Linked DNA regions of Mus musculus: region 1 is linked to region 2. Evidence: chromatin contacts called from public HiChIP or PLAC-seq data. All regions are on one chromosome and are shown on one strand. The core of a region is the stretch at or near the end of the contact, and the rest is flanking DNA. Distances in the headings are between cores, read along the strand shown.

What was found. HiChIP or PLAC-seq counts read pairs in DNA pulled down with a chosen protein or histone mark.
Region 1: a contact with region 2 is called in an H3K27ac HiChIP or PLAC-seq map of heart atrium, with 5 read pairs. The contact joins two enhancer-like sites. A contact is called at or near these places in 1 of 15 datasets of contacts at CTCF or cohesin (the NIH/3T3 cell line), 9 of 484 Hi-C or Micro-C datasets (the G1E-ER4 cell line, the HL-1 cell line, cerebral cortex and 4 more), 3 of 115 datasets of contacts at active chromatin or transcription factors (double positive thymocytes, embryonic stem cells and heart atrium) and 4 of 9 other capture datasets (adipose tissue, liver, macrophages and 1 more).

What each region holds. Positions count from the first base shown.
Region 1 is chr12:16,614,600-16,621,508 of GRCm38.p6, reverse strand. It overlaps a transcript of Lpin1 not described here. Among named protein-coding and RNA genes, the nearest start is that of Lpin1, 28 kb to the right of the region's middle. Within about 2 kb of position 1,653, at least 103 of the 459 cell types and tissues checked have an H3K27ac peak or open chromatin away from gene starts, as enhancers often do. A contact at or near this core is called in adipose tissue, cerebral cortex and heart atrium, where this site is marked.
Region 2 is chr12:16,566,253-16,572,424 of GRCm38.p6, reverse strand. It overlaps Lpin1 (lipin 1), which reads left to right. Exons shown (of 21, transcript NM_015763.4): 6 at 1,163-1,261; 7 at 3,906-4,035. Among named protein-coding and RNA genes, the nearest start is that of Lpin1, 20 kb to the left of the region's middle. Within about 2 kb of position 3,259, at least 73 of the 459 cell types and tissues checked have an H3K27ac peak or open chromatin away from gene starts, as enhancers often do. A contact at or near this core is called in adipose tissue, cerebral cortex and heart atrium, where this site is marked.

The DNA of each region.
Region 1 (6,909 bases), core at 404-2,903, 51 kb before region 2:
GGATACAACACCCAGCATCACATGTTCCATGGCCCTGGTTCGTGTGATGATGGCTTCTCCCTTTCTTCTACAGCTGCCTACCCCATGGGCCTCTCAGGAGTCAGAGTCTGGGGGAGTAAGGTGTTTGGGGCAGGTGTTTCAGTCTGCTTTGGGGCAGTGTACCTACCATGTGCAAACTTGGGAAGGTAGCATAAAGCTGCTTTGAGACTTGGCTTCTAGAAGTGGCAGGCTTAAGAGTGACACAAGGCTGTGACGTCCCTGGTGCAGAGTAAGGACTGTGGCTGACACTCACTGACAGATGAAGACTCTGGACTGGAGCTCATCTTTCTTTCCTGGCTCCTCTCTGGCTATGGCTGGAGTTTCACTGACTCTACTGTGGACAAAACACTTCTTTGATGCTCTAAGTCATTCAGTCTCTTCCTAGTTTCTCTTCCTGGGTGCTCAAATTTCTTCTCTTCCTCAATTCATTCTCCCCAGGCCTTGAGCTGTAGTCTCACTCCTCACAACTCAAGACTCCCCTGCTAAGTTTCTTGACTTTGCTCCCTGGGTCATCTTATCCTCCTGGGTTGTCTTCTCTCCCCTTCCCCTACAGTTATCAAAGAAAAATCCCTTCTTTCTCTAAGACACACATCATGCTAAATTACGGACACCAGCGTCTGCGCTTCCTCCCTGTTTCCCATGAGTAGTCCCAGTATCCTGTCTCCATCCTCATAGAAATCATCTCATGAGCTCAGCACTTAGCACAGGCGTGGCTCCCAGTACATGTGAGGCTGGACTTGACCAAACCAGTCTCCAGGCCCTGTGCTCAGACTGCCACAAGCTCTTAGGTTTGTCCCCAGCACAGGACCCAGGTGGCCCATACTGGGGGACTGTCATACCAAAGAGTTACTGCCCTGTCCTGTTGCTATGTAGTGATATTCTAAACAGTAACAGCCAAACAATGAAAGTCTGATAGTTGTTGAATTCAGACAGCATTCTGGTTTTCTGGACTAATTTCCCCATAGTTGCTGTCATTTAATTCTTGCATTAACTGTGTGTCATCATCTCTCTTACAGCAGAGAAGCAAGTGTGGGTGATAGGTCAGTGTTGAGCTCTGCTGGTCAAACCGCAGTCTTCTGAATTGCATCAAGCTGGCGACATCACTTCTTGGGGTAGGGGAACCCAGGGATGACTTGTTTGTTCTGGCTGGCAGAAGTCTATTGGTCTAGTCCATCACCCACGTTGCCTTGCTGAACTAGCCTGTGCAGTGTCTGGTTGTCAGTACACCAATGTCATTTTGCTTGTCTCCACTGAGTTCCAGCTAGTCACAGGCTCCAGAGAGCCAGAGATTTTAAAGGTATTCAGAATTTTCTTTAAGGTGTGTTAGGAGTGCAGACGTATAAATGAGTGTCATGAACAGACAGTGTGGTGTCACCCTAGGAAGCAGGAGGCCTAGGAGATCATATAGGGAAACAGGGGCTGTCTAGGAGGCATTGCAAGCCAGGTAATGCAAGCCAGATGGGGTTTCTATAGGAAAGAGGGAATAAGGTGGGACACTCAGGCTAGGACCAGCCAGCCTGCATCATCTGGAACAGAGGAGCTGGCCTTATTGTGTGGTGACAGTCCTGAGGTGAAAAGGACAGACATTTGGTTGGAGGCTCAAGGTCATGAGAGCCCAGAGACATTGCAGTTGGAGGCAAGGTTCGCTTTGCCTTGCAGACAAGGCCAGTCCTGAGAGGACATCAGTGCAGCAAAATGTAAGACGACAAGAGAGCTGAGGATGCAGCTCAGTGGTGCACATGTGTCTAGCATGTGTGAGCGAGAATGCAGCTCAATGGTGGCGCATGTGTGAGACCTTGCCATCTGTCCCTAGTATAATATAAGAAGACAGGAAGCTGAGACTGGTGCTCAGCGACAGCATATGTGTCTAGCATACATGAGACCCTGCCTTCTGTCCCCGGTACCTCAAAACCCCCAAGCCTTTCAAATAGATGGAAACACATGGCATGTAAGATTTCCAAGAGCATGGTGGTACCTGTCTGTAATCCTAGCACTTTGGAGGCTGAGGCAGGAGAATTGCTTCAAGTTTCACTACAGCTGGGTTGCATAGCAAAACCCTATCTCAAAGAACCCCAAAATAAATAAATTTAAAGAAGGCATGGTTAAAGCTGCCACTTGGAGTCTAGAGAGACACAAACCTTGCCCTCCTTGGCATAGCTTGGCAAGGAAAAGACAGTGTGCAACAGAAAGCCCACAGGGTTTATGGATGGCTAGGTGGAAGGCTGCAGTGAGAGCCTCCTCTTCCCTCAGGTCCCTCTGGGAATGTTTCCCTGCTGCGGGGTGGGGGTGGGGGACGACTGGAGTAGGGGTGGCTCTGAGCCAGTGCTCTTTGGCTTGCCTCCAGTCTTGGAGGCCAGAACTTCAGGGAGGCCAGTGAGGCTGGAATAGCTGCCTGTCAGCTCTGGATCCTAGGGTTGGCCCGTTTCCCAGGCAACCTGACCCTACACAGAAGCATTTGCGTGTGCAAACACGTGGAGTCTGCATGGTGCCTTTCGTAAATAGCCAGACGGGTGAGTGAGCCGTGGGATCAATTTCGCTCAGAGAAGAGTGTCAGTTTGCTATAAATACACACACACACACACACACACACACACACACACACACACACACACACACACACACACACACACCACGGGGTGGAGGATAGAAATCACACAGAGGTCAAAACTGTCCGTACAGACAAGACAGACTTTCTAGTCCAAGACAGGCTAAGTCACTGTCCCTGTCACCTTCCAGGTACACGCAGGTCAGTTCACAGAAGCACCCAGTCCAGCCTGTCTTCCTGCTCCTTTGTACATGTTCTCTTCTGGCTGTTTACTCTTCTGGAACATGCTGCTCCAACACTTGCTGGCTTGCATATGGGGAAGCCTCTGATGTTTTGCTAACTGGACACAGTGTGCCTGGCAAACTTGCCTTCTAAACAACTATGTTTATGTCCATAGGTTAGAACTTTTCTCAGCTTTCGTCACAAACACTTTTTTTTGGGGGGGTAGTGGTTACTGCAGGACTCAGAACCAGTCACAGCGTGGAGAAGAAGTGACTGTGAATGCTATCCCTAAATGGGGCACCTATATCACCTCCTCCAAGGCTTGGCGGGGGGCATTGCAGAAGAAGGGGCAGAAAAAAAATGTCAGAGAGGCCATTGAATTGAATTCCTGGAGCTCGAGTAGGGAACAGAGAGAACTGAGTCCTGCAAGGACCCTGCTGACCTCCAGACACTGCTGTAGCAGAGTGGTGGCACCCAGACCTAAAGAGTTAAATGTTTTAAAAAGTCAGAAGTGGGCTGGGCATAGTAGTGCATGCTTTTAATCCCATCTATCAGGTCTCTGCGAGTTCAAGGTCAGCCTATATTATATAATGAGACTGTTTCTGAAAAGAAATGTACAAACAGGAGGAAGTAGTTGGGGAGTAGTGGGAGGTGCTGAGTTTTGGGTATGATGAGTGTCATGAAGGGGGATGAGGGACTCACATGTCTTAGTTAGGGTTTTACTGCTGTGAACAGACACCATGACCAAGGCAACTCTTTTTGTTTGTTGTGGTTTTTTTTTTTTGTTTTGTTTTTTTGGTTTTTTCGAGACAGGGTTTCTCTGTGTATCCCTGGCTGTCCTGGAACTCACTCTGTAGACTAGGTTGGCCTCGAACTCAGAAATCCACATGTCTCTGCCTCTCAAGTGCTGGGGTTAAAGGCGTGCGTATCATCAAGGCAGGAACATGGCAGCATCCAGGCAGGCATGGTGCAGGAGAAGCTGAGAATTCTACATCTTCATCTGAAGGCTGTTAGCAGAATACTGGCTTCTAGGCAACTAGGATGAATGTATTAAAGACCATACCCACAGTGACATGCCTTCTCCAATAGGGCCACACCTTCTAGAATAGTGTCACTCTATGAGCCAAGTATATGCAAACCATCACATTATGCAATCCCAACTCTCCCTGAGGATTCATAGACAAGTGATGACTGCTGGCGAGGTCTCCGTGTTCCTGTGATCAACACCCCCCACCCATGTTCCTGCACACAACCCCAACCTATGCTCCTGTAAGTATGAAACTCTTTGGATGATTAAAAATAAGACATGAAGGTCAAAGGAAGACTGGATGGAAAGAGAAAGAGAATCAGCAGGAGAAGGAACACAAGAGAGACTAATGATCTGGGGTGAAGAGCATCAGAACACGCTATCTACATGTATGGAAACATCACAATGAAACCCATTATGCATAATCAATATATAATAATGAAATCAATATATGATATTGAAAACATTAACTATTTCAGATATGGAATGTGTATGGGATTCAACTCTATGATTCTTCTGCCCCACGGTGTTGGCTGACTTAGTGGTACCTGTCAGCTAATTGAGCTGGTTTGGAGCAACCCATCTATGCCTGTGGGAGAAGGGAGCACAAGTGCCCAGGACAGTGGAGACTGTGGGCAAGAGTTGTATACAAGTCCCTGAAGGGCAATACTGCAGAGCCAGGGTCCTTACCTGGTGTCCAACACTTCAAGAAAGAGCGTGGCTGGAGACATAAAAGAATGATGTGAGGACTCTCACAACCTGGCCTGTGAGGTGGTCGTCATGGGTCCTTCATGTTATTGACCAAGTCAGCCACTCAGGGTGGCTCAGGTTTAAGGGGAGAGTGGTCGGAGTCCCTGATACCAAGAGTCATGAAGAATCTGAAGGCATTGTTAATCTAGAGCAGAGGCATGCCCATATGTATGCATGTGCACACAGGAATACACACCTATACACATGCATATGTACACAGGCACACACTCTGTCACACTCACACACACTCACACATACTTACTCACACACACTCATACATACAGACATTCCTACATACAATTCTTACACACATGCACACATTGTTCATGCAAGCCCAAGCCTGCCTTCTCTGCCAGCAGGGTATATGTAGGCTAGAAGTAGCAGGCCATGTGATGATCTTGTTGGGACAGAGCTAGGAGCTCACAGGCTCCCTGCGAGTGTATGTCCTGGGTCCTCATGACTTACATTTTCTTCTGGGGGACTTAAATCCCTCATTATCTTCTTCACCCCTTGGTGAATCAACTGATATCTCGTGTCCCTCTTACAGAGTATCCACGAAGTCAGGTTGTCCATACCCACTGGAGTCAGTGAATGTTAGATCAGGTAGCACCATGCCCCTCACTGCACTCCAGGACATGGGGCCACATCCTTGGTGGATCTTTTTTGGATTTCACACAGTCCTGGGCTCTTCCTCTCCAGTGTCTTTTGTTAGATCTGTTCTGTGGAACGTGCCCAGCCTTGCCTTTCACCTATGGAGGGTCCTGCAGAAGCCACATATTTATGTAAACATTGGGTGAGGCCTGGGGACTCCAGCTCTCCTACATGTAGCCAAGAGGATGCGACTAGAAACAGAGAGTAGAGGGAACTCCTGGACCCAGGGCAGAGGCGGCAGAGGCTGCAGGCAGAGCTGTAGGGAGAACTGAAGGATCCCTGCCTCCCCACACACATCTTTTTAGGAAAGGTGTTTTTAAGAATAAGGCTGTGCTAGCCCCTCCCACAGCCATCAGCTTGGAATACAGATGGCATCCTGGTTTTGAAGTTACTGGAACTAGGGATGAATTCCTTCTCACCCCCCACAATCTGCTGGTTGTGTAATGAGCTAATTCACTTGACCCTCTTAGCTCCAGTGTCTTCCCTTGAATGTTGAGAAAATTATACCTCTGTTCTTCCATTCAGCAATATTTAATGACTACCTACCATGGCCCGAGGCTCCAGCGAATTTGATGACAAGAATAGGCCATGTTCCTTATGGAGGAGGCTGTCATTAAGTGAATACTTGTGCAAACGAATGCACATTGTCAAGCTGTGCTAAGTGCTCTGAGGGAAGCATGCAGGTGCGCCGAGAAGGTACAATTCTCCGGGATCATGTTGAGGAGGCCAAGGGCAGCTTTGCTGAGCAGCTGACACACTTGGCTGTGTCGCGCCAGCTGAAGTGTATCCCAGGCAGGAGGATGGGAAGGCTGCTCTCAGAAGCTGAATGAGCTGCAGAGTGTGGCAGAAAGCAGAAAGATGTAGATGGAAGAAAGGTTGCTGTCCTTGAACCCCCCCCCAACACACACACACACACACACACACACAGAGGGAGGTTTTCTGGGGTGATTCAGTACATGCGATGTCATGATAGCTTGCTCTTGCCAGCCCTGAACCTCAGTTTAACTGGAGACAAGGACCCACTGAGACATGATTGAACTCACTCAAGGCTAAATATTATGGAGTATTATTAAGAAAGGGGCCTGAAGAGATGGCTTGGGGGTTAAGAGCACTTGCTGATCTTCCAGAGGACCTCAGTTTGGTTCCCTGAACCCACATGTTGTCTCAAAACCATCCATAACTCCAGTTCCAGGGGATCCGATAACCTCTTCTGAACTCTGTGGGCACCAGGCACTCACATGATACACATATATACACGCAGGCAAAACACTCAAAATACAGAAGGTACATCTTTAAAAAATTTTAAAAGGCGTGGACCCAGCTGCCTTGTTTTCCTTCCCTCCGTCCCTCCTCTTTCTCCCCCTCCTCTCCCTTCCTTTCTCTCTTCTTTTCTTCTTCCCTTCTGTCCTCTCTCTCTCCTTCCTCCTTCCTTCTCAGTCCTTCTCCTTTGACACATGGTCCCAGCCAGCCTTGGACAGCTTCAAACGCTCTGTGCAGTTGAGGATGACCTTGACCTTCAGATGCTCCTGGCTCTACCTTCTAAGTCCTCCCTTGCTCAATTTTAATGCTCTTCTGAGAAAGCCCTGGAAAGCCACAGAGTAGAGCACTGCCAGTCTGATCTCCACTGCCCCACGGAGCCTGTGGAGTAACATACACTTCTGCCATTCTTGGTATC
Region 2 (6,172 bases), core at 2,010-4,509:
ATGTATATATATAAATATGTATATGTATGTAGTTTTATATTAGACATGTTGTTTTAATTTCTTTTCCTATTGTTGTAATAAAATGCCCTGACAAAAGCAACATGCATGCACACATGCACACAAACACAAGTACAAAAAAACCTTTGCAAAAAAATCAAATTAACTTAAAAGATTTTATTCGACCCACATTTCACAGAGTAATCCATTTAAAAACATTAATGAGATATTTTAAATATTGTTTTCATAATAAACCTTTTAGGTCAGTGATCCATTCTTTGGACCCAGCAGACAACTATCTACACCTCTCTAAGATGCCTGGAACCTCATGTGTTCTTGTCCTGGTTCAGGGAGATGATCCCAAAGAAGAGAAGACATACTGACTTAGGAAGAAAACAGAGCACCGTCTTTAGACGCTGTTAATTGATTGATGAAACCTATTCTTCATTAATCTGAAGAATGTAAAAGGAATGTTTAGGACAGCCCAGGGAGGGACTCACTGTCTCTCTTGTTCTCCTTGTGAGTCCAGGATACTGATGGCATCAGATTATGTGACTGTTGTCACATGGATTGAACATAAGGATACATAGATTCTTACGTCGTCCACACTTGGAATAATGTGTTTTATAGGAAACGAGAGAGAGAGAGAGAGAGAGAGAGAGAGCGCCCATGTCTGAGTCTGTAGATCATGGAGTTTGATTCTATGCTGAGGTTCAACCAGACATGTGTGGTCTTGCCTTGGCTGAAGGCACAAGGATCAAATGGGAAATGGGTCTTGGCAGCTTCCTATCTTTGCATCCCAGGAAGTTCATGCTGATGGTGTAGGGAGGTAGCTCAGGTTAGTGGGTGCTTGCTTAGCACGCATGATGCCCTGGATTCATTCCCTGTCAGGGTGGAAAACCGGGCAGTTCAAGGTCGTCCTCAGCTACAAAGCTGGTTTGAGGCAGCCTGGGTAGCAGGAGACGAGCGCAAGAGAAAGGTCACGTTGATTTCCTACGGATTTCAAGGTAGCTGGCCTTTTGCTGGTGCTGGGTGACAGCCAAACGTTTCCATTTCTTAGAGTCGTTGTGCTGAGAGCCACAAGCAGTGGTAGAACATTTCGTTTAACTGACTGTGACATTTTCCCCCCCTTTCTTTTTGCTGTGTGTCCGTCCGGTGCCTCCAGCAGCCTGGTAGATTGCCAGAGGACTCCCCCTCACCTGGCCGAGGGAGTTCTCTCTAGCTCTTGTCCTCTGCAGTCTTGCCACTTCCATGCTTCGGAAAGGTAGACCTGTTTTTACAGAAGCTGTGATCTAATTCTAACTCCAATCACTTGCAATGAAAATTAACTCGCAGGATATAAAACAAATTTTGATCTAACACTTAAAATCAGTTGTGCTCACTAACCAACTTACTTATGAAAAAATACTTCCTTTCGTTTTAAGTTGTAAGTAGGCGATTAGACATGTTTATTTTAAAGATGTATTTACTTTGATATGCTTGAATGTGTGCCTGCATCATGTATGTCTGTGTACCACATGCATGCAGTGCCTGAGGAGGCCAGAAGAGGGCGGTGGGTCCCCCCAGAACTGAAGTTGGGAAGGATGGAGAGCTACCTTGTGGGTGCACTGGGAATTTAACCTAGAACCTCTGGAAGAGGAGCATGAGGTTTTTTTGTTTGTTTGTTTGTTTTTCCCGAGACAGGGTTTCTCTGTATAGCCCTGGCTGTCCTGGAACTCACTTTGTAGACCAGGCTGGCCTCGAACTCAGAAATCCGCCTGCCTCTGCCTCCGGAGAGGGCTGGGATCAAAGGCGTGCACCACCACGCCTGGTGAGCATGCATTCTTAAGCAATGAGCCCTGATTAGGCTTGCTTAGAATTCCTCAGATGGTCTGTCCTAGGTGCTGCTTGACTCTGTGAGTGGCCTTGAAAATCCGGACAAGGAGCTGGAGACTGAGAGACCATGTTTTCTGTGGTGGGGCAATTGACAGACAAGTCTCTGAGCTAATTTTAGAGCACCACTTTAGAATAGCCACTTACTATAAATATTTAAACAGCCTATTAGGCTTTCTGTATAATGGGTTCCCACAATCTCCACGGCATTTCTAGAGCAGAATTTAGAAGAACGGCTTAGGACCAGTCTTGGGGCATGGGCTTGTGTTTTTATCAGGGCCTCCCCCACATCCCCTCGGTATTGTTAATTTTGTGGACATTTCCTCATCTACTTTTGAAACTTTATAATCAAAGTAAGCACTGATTAATTTCTGTCTGGGGATCATAACTGTTACAATTTTATTTGACTTAAAATTTAAAAATTGATTTTACATTTAATTATAAGTACTGACTCCCCCTCTTCAAAGCACATATGTGCGCATTCATGTAGGTGGCTGTGTGCTTGTGTAAGTGACGTCTACAAGTGGACACTGGGTTCCCTAGAGTGGGAGTTAGAGGCAGCTGTGAGCAGCCTGTATGGGTACCGGGAATTCCAGTCCTCTGTAAGAACTGTTAACTCTCCTTAGTGTTCCACCTTCCCAGCTACCTCTCCAGTTCCCGTGTGGTGTGTATGGTGTAGGGTTCTATTGTAGAAGCTCTTTTTGTGTGTGTGTCTTGTCTGTATGGTGTAGGGTTCTATCGTAGAAGCTCTCACAATATGATTTACCAGGAGCCTCCTCCCCAGTCAGGCTAGACCATGAGGGTTGCCCTATGGTAGTGTGCTTTCATTGGGAAGATCAGTGGTCAGCGGGTGCCAAGGGAAGGGGGAAGCCCTTTGTGCCTCACTGTAAAACGAGGGTCAAAGAGCCTGAGGTCTGGCTTTATGGAAGCACCATACAAGGCCAGGCTAGCTATGTAGAAAATCTCTCAAATAGATACAAGTTCACTTGGCCACGGAGTTGTGTGCACTACGGGGCTCTTCTTTAACCAACAGGAAGTGCCATCTTGAGTTGGCAATGGGACTCAGATAAGTGAGATTTGGCACAGCCAGGGGAACGGATAGGGGCTGTAGAGAAGCCATTTCCTGCTTTGTGTGAAAGGGCTGCTATGTTCCTCTTGAGGGAAGTGGTGTGGGAGAATAAAAAGAAAGAGAACTATGACATTTCTTCCGGCCTTGTAGCTTGGTGTCTGTGAGAATCGTGGGTCTGCATTGATACTTTTGGCCCGTTAATTTGGCCGAACAGACATGAGACTTGGTTCAAATGTTAGAAGTAAAAATGTGTGCCGTGGAATGGAGGCGCGTCACTGTCACTTAGGAGCAGCACAGTGAGGTGACACAGAAAGCCTTTGTTTGATAGGTTCCTGGAGACAGCTGCCTGGTGATCCAGTGTAGTGAAGTTGGCACACAGGGTGTTTTCCTTGTTCTCAAAGCCAGTGTCTAAACCTGGGATACAGTGTCAGCTGGTCAGGACCCCTTTGCACCTGCTGGAGAGCTGGTGCTTGCTAGGAAAGTGAGAGCACGGGTGAGAAGCCTGTGTGTGACAAAGGACAGCAGTTTGTACCCAAGAACCCTTCCCCACTTTTGCTCTCTTTGCCCCTCTGATTGTTTCGCCTCTTCATCTCTGTCCTCCCCTGTCCTCCTCCTCTTCTCCGTCCTCCTCCTTCTCTCCTCCTCCTTTCTTTAGTTTATTGAGAATTTCCATTTCTGATTCTATCCCCCTCACCTCTCAAGTTATAGCTCCTTTTACTGTCCTTCAGTTTGGCTACAAGGCTGGCCACCTTGTTACCTTGTTAGAGGTGGTAAACAGTGACCTCTAGTGGCCAAAGGAAGGCTTGTCAGAGGGAACGGCCCCAGGGACGTATCTTCTGGGTTACTAGAACCTTTGACTCTGAGACAAAACCAAAGGTTTTTTATTTTTTACTTTGTTGTTTTGCTGCTGTTGTTGTTGTTTTCTGATTTTCCCCCCATTCAAATCATGGTTTTGTGTTTCCTTAAGTCCTTCAGGCTCCCGGCCCTCAACACCAAAAAGTGACTCTGAGCTGGTCAGTAAGTCTGCAGACAGGTTGACGCCAAAGAATAACCTGGAAATGCTCTGGCTGTGGGGTGAATTGCCACAGGCTGCAAAGGTAAGCCTTTGAATCTCAGTGTTACGGTGCATCGAGGGTGTGTAAGTTAGCTCCATCTGTGTGGAATTACCATCCCAGCTTTGTAAAGGGATGGACTCCCGGGGTGCTGACTCAGCAAGTGTGCCTCTGGGCAGGGTGTGGCTGTGTATTTTGAACAAAAGAACCTACACTGTATATCGCAAATATAATATAAAATATATATTAAATATAAAAATGCAAAGTCAGTAAAGAAGATAACGCAGCTTGTGTACAGACCCTAGCTTCTTTGCAGCCTTACTTCCCCAAGGCCCATGGTGGTTAGAGAGGTATCATGTCGTAGGAATGGAGCGGTGCAATCTGAGCCCCTTGGAAGAAATGCTGTTATCTAGGAAGGCTAGGCTCTCCTGTAGAGAGAAGCCACTGGGGCTGAGATGGGGGTGTGTGCGGTGTAAGGACGAGAAGAAGCCAGTGGACCGCAGTGTGCGAAGCTTGCAGCTCATCAGTGGGGAATAGTTCTAACATCTAGTTGGTGAGGTCTTGATCCTAAACCTTTGTACACCCCGGAGGAGATGGAGAAAACCTCCGTGTGGTAGAGGCCAGGAGGGTCTGGGAGGCGCATTGCCTTGGGTGTGAGTTCCCCACTGCACTTGACAGCAAGGTGATCTTGGACATGGGGAAGCCTGCATATCCTTATCAGTAAAATATATGAATAGACAGATAAGCTGAAAGAGATGGTGTGTGAAGTCACTTCCTCAAGTCTTCTCTAAAAAATATTTTGTAATGATGTACATGGTGTGCATTTGCATATAAATGCAAGCGCCCAAGGGGACCAGGAGCATTGATTCCCTGGAGCTGGAGTCCCAGGTAGTGTGCTATGATTAGGTAGCTTGGGCTACCAGATGTGGGTACTGGGAACCCAACTTACGAACCATCTCTCCAGCTCAGTATTCCCTTTCTTCCTTCTTGGGTGTGCCTCGGTTTCTCATCTTCTCACCCTGTAAAGTTCACATATACAGTTGGTAATATATATATATATACATATACATATACATATACATATACATATACATACACATATACATATACATATACATATACATACATACACACACACATATATATATACACACACATATACATACATATATATTTACATATACATTTATATATATATATAAATAAATCAGGCACACTTCCAAGAACACAGGATGACAGGATTTTGTTTCAAGACACTGTGCCTCATATTTCAGCGCATTACAGACATCTTAAATGATTTCATTTCCACCTTTAAGAATAAATCATAAAGGCTGGATATGGTGGTGCATTCTTGTAATCCCTACACTTGAGGGGGAGTCAGAGATAGGCCTGGTCTTGCAAGTTCTACATAGCAAGACCCTGTCTATGATATATCTAATACGTATGTATACACACACACACACACACACACACACACACACACACACACACACACACACACACACGTTTACATATACATTAAATCTATATCACAAGGTTCTTAGAGGATATTATGGTCCCTTGAAGTTCCGTTCAGTGCATGTAATGAGTGCATGAGTGAATGCAGAGAGTGGGTCTCTTGTGGCTGGTTATGGGTGGCTTCTTTCCCCTTCCAGGCTGTATTGCGCTTCTGTGGAGAGTTCTAATCTCTGTCTGTGAGCCTCAGGACTGGTCCAGCCAGCCATCCTAACACATCCCCCTCAGCAGTTGCTGGAGAGCTAGTGTGACAGTGCAGACCTGGCTGCTTCTGGCCAAGCAGCTCTAACTGCAGATCTACCTACCGTGGCCTGGTTCTGTCTGTGAGGGGCCCAGGGATATCAGCTAGGGAGGGCCTGCCTGTGCGCATCAGTTTTCGTTTGTCTTCCTTTTTTTGTAACTGCAGATGTCTGCATGGTAAATTCCCTCTGGTGCAAACTGATCACCACCATGTCTTCTCCAGTCCCATTTTTGGGGAGAAAGTTTAGTGAAATCTGATAGGTGTGTCTAGAGAGATGCAGGTTTTAAGTAAGCAGCTCTGTATTTGCACAGTGGGTGCATATCGATGCATCCTGATCCCAGGTCCCAGAGAGACTGCGCGTGGCCAGCAGCAGGGAGAGCCTTACCCGTTCTAGCTGCTGTCCATGCTGAGTGCCCACCCTCCTGC